2 separate regions of the Hordeum vulgare genome follow, and region 1 is linked to region 2. The links are chromatin contacts, called in public Hi-C maps. All regions are on one chromosome and are shown on one strand. The core of a region is the stretch at or near the end of the contact, and the rest is flanking DNA. Distances in the headings are between cores, read along the strand shown. Region 1 holds the start of LOC123446208 (transcription repressor OFP8-like). Region 2 has its middle 180 kb from the start of LOC123446208.

Region 1 (5,328 bases), core at 1,737-4,236, 180 kb before region 2:
TAATTAGTAAAAATGATAATTTTTTTAATCTCTTTTCTAAAAAAAATATCCACCCTCTAAGATGTTAAGCAAGAAAGAGCCTGAAAATATCATATGCACTACTTCTGTTTCTCAGATGACTGATAATGTTAGTTTCATCATAAAAGCAACTCCAACGCGCCGACTCATTTCGTTCGCGCATGTCCGTTTGGATCCCGTGGACAGAAAAGTTAACCCGACACGTTGACCTAAACGAACGCGCGTTCGCTTTTTTCTGTCCGCCGACCCATTTTCGTTCCATTTTTTAGCCAGATTTGCGTCGGCGCGGACATGACACGCGCCTACTCCTCCCCTTGGTCAGCTAGTTGGTGGCACATTGGTTATCCCCTCCCACCCCATATCGACAGCAAACCCTCGCCCCTCTCCGTCGCGTCGTCGTCGCCGCCCATTTGCCGATGCCGATACACCTCCCCCCAACGTCGCCACCTCGCCGTCGGGAATTCTCCAGACCAGCCATCTGGTCCAAGGGGAGGCACGCGTCTCTTCGTCCGCCAGCTCCATCGACGAAGCCCGCAAGGTGCTCGACAGTTTGCCAAGGTATAAAATGGATTCCGTCGAGGAGTTCCTTTTTCATAATTTCCTTCACGACTCCGACAATTCCTCGTCTGATGATGAGGAGGCTTCTACTTCCCTTCTATAGTACCATCTCTGGTAACTTTGCCCTGTTTTTGTTGAGGAGATATCCACCCTCGTCTAAGAAGTTCAGGAAGAAAGAACATTTTTTAGCAGAATACAATCAAAGCCGCTCACATACACGAGCGTATACTCATCCCTATGAACGCACGCATGCACACCATATTCCTATGAGCATCTTAAAGAGACTAAGCCGGCACATCATCTTGAGATTGACGAAGTCGTCACTGAAAGCACATCGCCGAAAGTTCTGAAATAAATCCAGGAAAATGCAAGCACCAACATCAAATCTAAAACTTAAACTCTGATGGATAGGAGATACCACAATCCTTTTAACCATCCAACTACGGATTCAACATAATAGCCATATGTTAATTGACTGAATTTGCAATTAGATAAGTCATTTATGTGGAAATAGAACCGGTTGGAGCAAGAAAGCCGGAGGAAAAAGCAAAAAGAACGTCGTAATGGTCTAGAAAATTGGCTTACCCAAGATAAATTTTCAAACAGCTTACATATAGCAGGTCCCGTATTTCACTGGGAACTACTCCCCCCGTCCATAATAAAAGAAGAGTAGTACATAGTCTCATTCACTAGCAAAGTTACAAGTGTTTCATACTCTCTCGGTCCCAAAATTTTTGTCTCACATTTATTTAGATATAAATATATCTAATTATGTTTTGGTATTTAGATACATCCATGTCTACACAAACTTATGTATCTAATTACGTTTTGGTATTTATATACATTCATGTTTACACAAACTTAAGACAAGAATTTTGATACGGAAAGAGTATATCACAAAACACTACACTTTGAGACTTGACATACATAGTTTAGTGACTCAGTGTAATTAGCAAACCCTACCAATTATTGTAGCACTTGTCCATGCATGGACCTTCGCACAAAACCAAAGGCCATGCACTAGGCACATACACACTAGCACAAACTCCTCCCAATTATACTAATTAAGCACTAATAATAACTTGCAAGCAAACTAAACATTTAAGAAACTAATAACCCACCAGCAAGAACGGACTCCAGAAACCAAACACCTGGTACTCCTACATTTTTTAATGAGCTTTTGTCCTACTGCTCGTACTAGCGGTACTAGCGTCGACCTTTGTTTCTTCTGCGAGATCCTATCACCACCCAGTAGCCTGGCCGGGAATTCACGACGCCGGCGCTCGCACACCGGGTGGTGCCAGGATCTCGAGACATCAGCTGGCTAGTTAGCTAGCTTGGTAGCTAGAGCTGGTAGTGGTAGGACGATGCCGCCGGCGGGGGCGGTGAGGCTAGCTGGGCGCAGAGCTCGGCGAAGGCGGTGAGGATGGCGGCGTGGTGGCGCGGCGAGTTGAGGGCGAGCAGGCGGCGGAGCATGCTGCGGAGGTCGTCCCAGCTACACAGCCCCGTCTCCACCACCATCTGCACCATGCTCTCCCGGAAGTCGGCGCGAGGGTCCGACGAGTCTTTCTCCACCGCCAGCCCCACGTCCTCCTCCGGCCCCGCTTCTGCCGTACCTGCTTTATTCTCCGCGTAATACCTCTTCTTCTGCTTCTTCTTCATGCTCGCCGGCTGCCTCTTGACCGGCGAGGCCGGCGTCCCAGCCGGCACCTCCTGGGCGGAGGGAAGGTGCTCTTGCTGCTGATGCAGCTTGGAAGCGGCGCCGAAGCCATGATAGGAGGAATAGTAGTTGGAGCAGTTGGAGGAGGCGTAGCTTGTGGAGAAGGAAGCGGTGGAGGAGGACGACGGGAAGAGGCTGGACGAGCTGGTGCTCCTCGCCGGTGCCGCCGGTGGCTTGCTCGCGGAGGAAGGCTTGAGGAAAGACGGCAGACTGAGCAGCATCCTGGGGCGGCGCGGGCGGCAGCTGCACCCGGTGTCGACCACCGCCACGTGGCGGCGCCGGCCGACCGGAAAGTGCCCGCCGCCGCCACCGCCGCTGCCAACGCCCCTGCGCGCTCCCGTTGACGACATCGGTGATGCGCTACGATATATAGCTCAGCTCAGCTCAGCTTAGCTTTGCCAGGCTACGTCGGCGTGTACGCTGGAGAGGGATGTATAAAGCTTTGGTTCCGGTGGTGGTGCGAGGGATGTATAAAGCTTTGGTTCCGGTGGTGGTGCGTAGGCGAGCTGGGATTGATTGCGTGCACGGTGGTGTGTGCAATTGCGACTATCCGAGTATGCTGTTGCTAGTATATTTTCTCGTGTGTGATGCTGTTACGCCGCGTGTAGTTTATATATGCTGTAATTTGACTAAGAAGAGTGGATGGGAGGGGTGGGGTTTAGCTGGGCCATGTGGGGATCGCTTGCTCATCATTCCTCCCCCTGCCATCTAGATTGACCTTGACCGTCCTCTCTCTGGTTAGCCTTTGATGCTTTGCAAATTTAGCAAATGGAAAAACTGTTTGTCCGTGCACCAACAGCCGAAGCCGAAGAGGTTGCTACTAGGCATGTTCTTCAGTTTTGCTGGAGGCTAGTCGTCTGAAATTAAAATTTGAGTCAGTCGATTTTGATGGAGAAGAAATCAGCAACCACTGCATTCAGGCCGCCACCGACATGTTTGATCTTGTCTATCTTAGGCTGTGTTTGATTGAGCTGTAGATTCTTAAAAAGCTGTTATGAAAAAGCTGTTGTAGAAAAGTTAGAAGCTGAAAAGTTGAGGTACCCTCAGTTTTGAATTTACACTAGAAAGAAGTTACACATTCTCAAAAGTTGCTTTGAACATTTACCCCTTTGGTTAGCTTTTAGCTTTTTAAATAAGAAGTTGGTAAAAAAAGCTGAACCAAACACAGCCTTAGGATGCAGGGTACCAATAGACTCCTTGTCTATCCTAGAGCCAACGGATCCACGATGGTATCCTCGCCCTCCACGATAGTGCATGTGAGGTTCACTCGTGTGGTCATAAGAACGTGTTCCTCAAGCTAGACTTTCAGAATGCCTATGATCGTCTGGATTGGTTCTTCTTAAGGTTGGTGATACAACACCGAGGCTTTGACGACATATGATGCTTCTAGATTATGCAGATAGTCCTGTCTAGCAAGACGGCCATTAACATTAACGGCGATGTGGGATCTTATTTTTCTTCCTCGACTGGAATGAAGCAGGGGGATCCGATTTCGCCCCTTCTCTTCAACCTTGTTGTTGATGCCTTGGCAGGTATTCTAGACAAAGCATGGATGGCCGGTTATCTTACAGGGGTGGTCGGTCACTTGATCCTTGGAGGAGGGGTCATCCATCTCCAATATGCGGATGATACCATGATCATGGTTAAGGGGTCGAACCTCGAGATAGCTAATCGGAAGTTCCTACTCGTGTGTTTCGAAGCGATGTCGGGCCTGAAGATCAATTTTAGTAAAAGTGAGGTTTTCGTCCTCGCATACTCAATAGAGGACCAACGACGGATTGCTAATAACCTAAATTGCAAGCTATCGACGTTTCACACAACTTAACCCAGGATGCCTTTGGCCAGGTCGAAGATCCTGGCGACTAGATTTGACCCCCTAGTTGGCCAGGTTGCCTCGCGGGCCGAGCCATGGCGAGGCCGGTTTACCTCAAAGGGGAGTAAAACGGTTCTCATTAGTGCTAACCTAACGATTCTCCCCATGTTTATGATGGGGCTTTCTGTCCTGCCGGAGGCCGTTCATAGCTTGTTTGATAAGGAGCTCGCCACGCTCTTTTGGCAAGCATCTGACGGTCGCTAGAAGTACCACATGGTCAAGTGGGCAGATATCTACTTGCCTAAGGACCGTGACGGGTTGGGGATCACGGTCTCCCGGTCTATGAATACCACCGTCATGCTATGGTGGGTATGGCGGATCCTTCAAAGCGACGACGGATTGTGGCTAAAACTCATTCATGCAAAGTACTTAAGGGGTGAACCACTCCTGACATGCTCCCACGTGGGCGGATCCCAATTCTAGTTTGCTATCCAAAAGATCAAAAAGGAAAATCACCAAGGGGTCTCCTTTAATATAGGAAATGGGGAAGGGACCCAGTTCTCGCTGGACCCATGGGTTAGGGATGAGCCACTCAGAGTGGGTTTCCGTGTCGTGTTTTTCGTATGCGCAGACCCATCCCTTCTCATTTATGCAGCCGTTCTCCAAGGGCAATGAGATATTAGGTTCATGGGCTCATTCAGCCAGATAGGAACAAACAAGTGGATCCACCTGCTAGATGCCTTGCCATAAGCGCTCCCAAATTATCTCGACATAGTGGCCTGGCCTCTATCCCCATCTAGGGAATTTTTGGTTAATTCGGCATACCAGGCTCTCTATCGCTCCCCCATCATCCCTTGGCTCTTGCCTTTATGGAAGCCCCCCTTCCCTTGAGATAATTTTTTGTGGCAGCTGCTCCATGATAGCATACCTTCAGGGACAGAGGTGCTTCAGCGGCATGGCCTGGAGACGACATGTGCCCCTTATGCGCAGTCCCGGAGACAACGACACACATAAATTTTTACTTAAACGTCGGCGAGGGGCATGTGGGAATTCATACACGCGACTCTTGGGCTCGAATGGGAGGCCGAGGACCTCGTGGACCTTCTTGAAACCAGGATCACCCGTCCTGGCATCGCCGCCGCTTATTTTGGCCAATCTTTGCCGCTATGTCGTGGACCCCCTGGACGACCCACAATAAGATGGTGATTGAGCGGATCTT
Region 2 (5,536 bases), core at 1,785-4,284:
TAGCTTCATTAGGGTTCACCTCATTATCGTAATATTTGTGAACCCATATGTTGTTTATCTTAACTTGCTAAGATTAATTAAAATGTGGTCGTTGTCTGTTCCCCCCCCCTCTAGTCAACCATATCGATCCTTTCAGCCTCGTCGCTACAAGACCCTCAAGAAAGTCTACAAGTACACAAAGCCAGTTACGCTCGAGTACTCCGGACTATGTCTGTTCGGAGTTGAGGAGCCGGCGAACTTCGTAGAGGCGAGCAAAAGTCGTAGGTGGACGCACGCCATGGATGAGGAGATGAAGGCGATTGAGAGCAATGGCACGCGGACTTTGGTAACCCGTCCTCTAAACCAAAAGGTGATAGGTTTGAAGTGGGTTTACAAGTTAAAGAAGGACACACAGGGTGCCATTGTGAAGTACAAGGCAAGACTCGTTGCAAAGGGCTAGGTACAACGTCAAGGAGTTGACTATGATGAGGTGTTTGCACCGGTTGCTCGAATCGAGACGGTGAGAGTGCTCCTAGCTTTGGCAGCACAAGAGGATTGGAAGGTTCATCATATGGATGTTAAATCCGCTTTCCTCAACGGCGATCTCACAGAAGAAGTGTACGTGGAACAACCCCTCGGCTACGAGAAGAAAGGCGAAGAAGGGAAAGTTTACAAGCTCAAGAATGCACTTTACAGGTTGAAGCAAGCACCAAGAGCTTGGAACTCAAAGTTAGACCGAAGTCTGGTCTCGCTCGGGTTCAAGAGATGTCCCCTCGAGCACGCAGTCTATACAAAGAACTCCAAAGGCTCAAACCTGCTAGTTGGAGTTTATGTTGACGATCTGATTATCACGAGAGATAGCGTACAAGAAATTGAACGTTTGAAGGCGCAAATGAAGAACAAGTTCAACATGAGTGATCTGGGATTACTCAGCTATTACTTGGGCATCAAAGTGAAGCAAAACTCCCGAGAGATTTCCCTATGTCAATGGGCTTACGCGGTCAAGTTATTGGAAAAGTGTGGCATGTCAGATTGCTACGAGACACAAGTTCCAATGGACCAACGTCACAAGTTGAGCAAGCGTAGCTCAAATCCGTCGGTGGACACCACAATGTATCGAAGCGTTGTGGGCAGCCTAAGATATTTGGTGCATACCCGACCTGACTTGGCTTATTCAGTTGGGATCGTGAGTCGTTTCATGGAGAATCAGACAATCGAGCACATGAGCGCGGTCAATCAAATCTTACGCTATGTGAAAGGCACCATTAATCTTGGTTGCACGTACAGAAAGGGAAAGGAAGGATTGATCCTTCGTGGATATTCAGATAGTGACATGGTAGGTGATGTTGATGACCAAAGAGCACAACGGGCATGGTTTTCTACCTTGGCCCGAATCCGATTAGCTGGAATTCTCACAAGCAAAAGGTGGTGGCACTGTCTTCATGCGAGGCAGAATACATAGCGGCAAGCACGGCGGCTTGTCAAGCAGTGTGGTTGAGAAGACTCCTAGCTATTCTTGCAAAGCGGGAGGTGCAGAAGGTGTCACTGAAGATCGATAACCAAGCTGCAATCTCGTTGTGCAAAAATCCGGTTAATCACGAAAGGAGCAAGCACATAGATACCTGGTTCCACCATATCCGGGAGTGCATTGAAGAAGGGTTGATCGAGGTTCAACATGTGAACACGAAAGACCAACTTACCGATATTTTCACCAAGTCCCTCGGTCGACAGAAGTTCATCGAGATAAAGAGGAAAGTCGGAGTGCAAGAAGTGAAGTCAAGCAACAAGATTAAGGAGGTGAATGTAGAAGTTAATCATGTTGTTTCTTTAGGATTAGGAAAGAAAGCCAAACCTAGTCCTAGTAGTATTATGATTCCTAGTCCTAGTCTATTTCCATAGTACCTTGTGGACGTGTATAAATGACACCCTAGGGGTGTTCATTGTAACACCAGAAAAACGAAAAGCAATACAAAGCAAAGGCACGACACGGGTCTTTAGCCAACAAATTCATCGATCAGTTTTATTCATGTCGCTAGTTACGCAAGTTCCGTCAAGTAGCGGGCTGAAGTAAGAATCGCGTAGACCTGCATACGCACGTTCCAACATGCTATGCATTGCGCGAGCTAGCTAGAGCTAGCTGTCTGGCATCCGGCGGTCTACACGAGCCTGAAACGATGACATCTCCTGACAACATAACTCGGTTTACTCATCGCGCATCATCAGGTCAGCCTGGACCTGCTGCCTCCATGCCATTGCTGAATACGTGAGGTGAGCATGAGATCTAGGCCGGACGAGACGACGGAGAGAGCAGACCAGGCCAGAAATGCAGAGTCTATTTTCATTGTTGTGCTGCAGTCAAATTCTGGCGAGAAATTATGGCCCTCTTTCCCTGCTATGGCCTCAACTGCTACTGCTACTGCTACGCTGCCACGAATTATGAATATGTCAGTGCAGGGTGGTGATGGCATGCAACCTTATGTGCAGCGTCTTCAATGCTCGAACTCTTTACCACTCTCAGCTACCGCCAATTTGATGCCTCCAGCTTTGCTACGGAACTATGAGTATTCGCCCAGGATGATGGATGGGATGGTAAAAAGCTCTTGCTTATTCTTCGCCGGGGATGTAAGCGATTAGGGTTCCTGAACCGTTGTAGGAGTAGCTCTAACTTGTTGTATCTGAAAGTTTTAACCCGCAGCTTGTTTGAACGGAAATGACAGCAGGAGTGGTAGAAGAGAAACGCCCCCTAGTTCGACGTCGTGGTGGCCTGAACAATTGCACAGGTACTTGAATTTTACCGAAGGGGAAATTACCACGTCTGCGGAACTGATAAATGCTTAGCAGAAGCAAAGATGGGCACGAATGCAGGCGGACGGGTGAATGTGACCTGACAGATGTATTAACTGGACACTCGCATTGGATGCGGCATGCAGGAACCTGTCTCAGAGGCGCCCTATAGATTAGCTGGCTCGCCTTGGTAATTGGTGGATCAGATCGTCCCTGGGCCTGGGCAGCAGGCCCAGGGGTATGAATGCTTCCGATGGGCTCTGCTGAACTAATCGATTAAACTCACTGGCCTGTTTTTCGGATTAACTCGCACAGATACAGTAGAGTGGTACAGTGGAGTACATCAGTACCCGTTTCTTTAGCACAACTGGAGTACATCAGTACATGGGTGGACCGGGCCGGCCTAGAGGAAATTTCAAAAGAATGCTTTGCGCACTCCTTGCGTCTGTTACCCTACAAATGCCTTGGGCTTTGGAGAATGCAAATACATATGGGGAGCGTACCAATGGACTCGTCTTTGTCTCGCTTGCAGCGAGATAGAGGTACGCCTCGAATTATTAGGAAGTGCACTCACTGGGCATGCACAGTACTGTATAAGTACACTAATTACATTCATATTTTCTTTATTTTTCACTTTTATTACTTAGAGCTTGTTATGTTTTCTTTCACAAAAAAGCAGAAGAAAACTTTATTATGTTTTCCCTGCAAAAAAAAGACTTTATTCTGTTTTGAGACATTCTAAAAACCTATATTCGAAAAAATAATTAAATAGAACACTGCAAATAACAGAAGTGCCAACGCAAAGTAGAAAGTTTGTTAGCATAATTTTGAATAACCATGCATAGGATTCGAAAAAAAATGGTGACATTTAAAAATGTTCACATGTTTGAGAAAATATACATGACACTTAAAAAAACGATGTAACAAAGTATCCAAGGAACTTAAAACAATGCTTACAACCTTCAAAATATGTTGGTGACATATTTCAGAAAAATCTTATCCGATGTTCAAAAATGTTAATCATGTATTTGAAAAATATAATAAACATGTTTATAAAAATGTACAACGTGTATAAAAATATATAAACATCAAAACATGTACTTGATCAATATTATCATGTATTTGGAATAAACATATAAATGCGTATAGAAAATATTATTGGTGTATCGAAAAAATGTAGACATGCGTTGAATAAAAAATAAAAAAGTAAAAAAAAGTAACTAAAAGAAAACATTGAAAACCGGTCAAAACCGAAGAGAAATGAAAAAATGAAATAAAATAATAGTAATAAAGGGGAAACGAAGCAATCCACTGCAAACATTGAGAAAACCAATAAGAAAACCGGCGAGAGAAAAAACTCGCTCCGCAGCTATAGTACTGAGCTGGCCTAGTAGCGCCGCTTGACACAGGCGAGACATAACTCCCAGGGACCTCGTACGCGCCGCTTGTTGCGGCAAACTGCCGAACGGACGCACAGGGGAACGCCCGACTCCTCCGGCCCAGTTTATTTTTTTTCTGTTTCTTTTTTCTTTTCTGCTTATTTCCTTTTTTCTTTTTTGGTTCGTTTTTTCTTTATTTTTTTCTTCAACTTTATAATTTGAAGCAAAAATATTTTTAGGATTTGAAGAATACTTTTTCAAAATCCAGAACATCTTTTGAAACAGTGAATATTTTTGAATTTTTAACAAATTTGAAATATGAATAAATTTTAAATTTAGAATAAAATTATACAACCATGAACATTTTTTGAATCTGCAAAAAAAAAAATTGAAACCATGAACAGTTTTCAAATTGTGAACAAAATTTGAAACATGGAAAAAATTCAAATTGTAAACAAATTTTGAAACCATAAACATTTTTTTAATTATGAACAAATTTGAAACATGAATAAATTTCAAATTCGTGAACAAAATTATAAAATTGTGAGCATTTTTGAATATGCGAACCTTTCTGAATTGTGAACAAATTTGGAAACATGAAATAAATTCCAATTCGTGAACAAATATATAAAATTGTGAATATTTTTAGTTAAACCGTGAACATTTTTCAAATTGTGAATAAATTTTTAAACATGGAAAAATTTCAAATTCGTGAACAAAATTATAAAACTGCGGACATTTTTCGAATCTGTGAATAAATTTTGAAACCACGAACATTTTTCAAATTGTGAAGAAATTTTGAAACATGAACATTTTTCGACTTGTGAACAAATTTTTAAAAAATACATGAACACTTTTCAAATTATTGAACTATTTTTTAGTAGCTAAGAATTTTCAAATACGTGGATATTTTTAAAATTCATGAAGTTTTTCCAAAGTCGCTTCATATTTTCAAAACCGATAAAGATTTTTTGATTTCATCAAAATTTTCAAAACAAAGAAATATTTTTTTCCTAAAACAGTGGACCGATATAATTTCTAGAGACAATCAAAACAACAACTATAAAAAAAACTAATCTACCATAGGCCAAGGCGATCAAGCAAGGCAAATCATTTTGTGCCAAACCAATCTGAGGTGACGCATGTACGAAATGAGGGGTGATTTTTTTTTTCATGACTATTCGTAATTAATTGCATGCAATAACAGATTCCTCCTCAATTGTAGCCGCAAGGGCTCTCAACAGTAAGAAGAAAATTGTGGAAAACACTCACTTTTTATGGAGGGAGTACCCGCTACTTTGCCATTGGATAAGCCCATACAATAGCAAAACGCATACGTGGGAGAGGGGGCGGGGCGGGGGGGGGGGGGGGGGGGGGGGGGTCGGCCCCCTTGT

The links. Hi-C and Micro-C count contacts between places; a contact is called where the count stands out from the background.
Region 1: a Hi-C map of seedling shows a contact between it and region 2, with 3 times the contacts expected there. The contact joins the promoter of LOC123446208 here to the enhancer-like site in region 2. A contact is called at or near these places in 3 of 6 Hi-C or Micro-C datasets (leaf, seedling and an unstated tissue) and 1 of 1 datasets of contacts at active chromatin or transcription factors (embryo).

Annotation. Positions count from the first base shown.
Region 1 is chr4H:104,425,558-104,430,885 of MorexV3_pseudomolecules_assembly, reverse strand. It overlaps LOC123446208 (transcription repressor OFP8-like), which reads right to left and starts at 2,986. Exons shown (of 1, transcript XM_045122882.1): 1 at 1,450-2,986. The coding sequence starts at 2,646. The coding sequence ends at 1,921.
Region 2 is chr4H:104,245,214-104,250,749 of MorexV3_pseudomolecules_assembly, reverse strand. No RefSeq gene overlaps it. Among protein-coding and RNA genes, the nearest start is that of LOC123446208, 180 kb to the left of the region's middle. Within about 2 kb of position 3,034, at least 3 of the 3 cell types and tissues checked have open chromatin away from gene starts, as enhancers often do. A contact at or near this core is called in leaf and seedling, where this site is marked.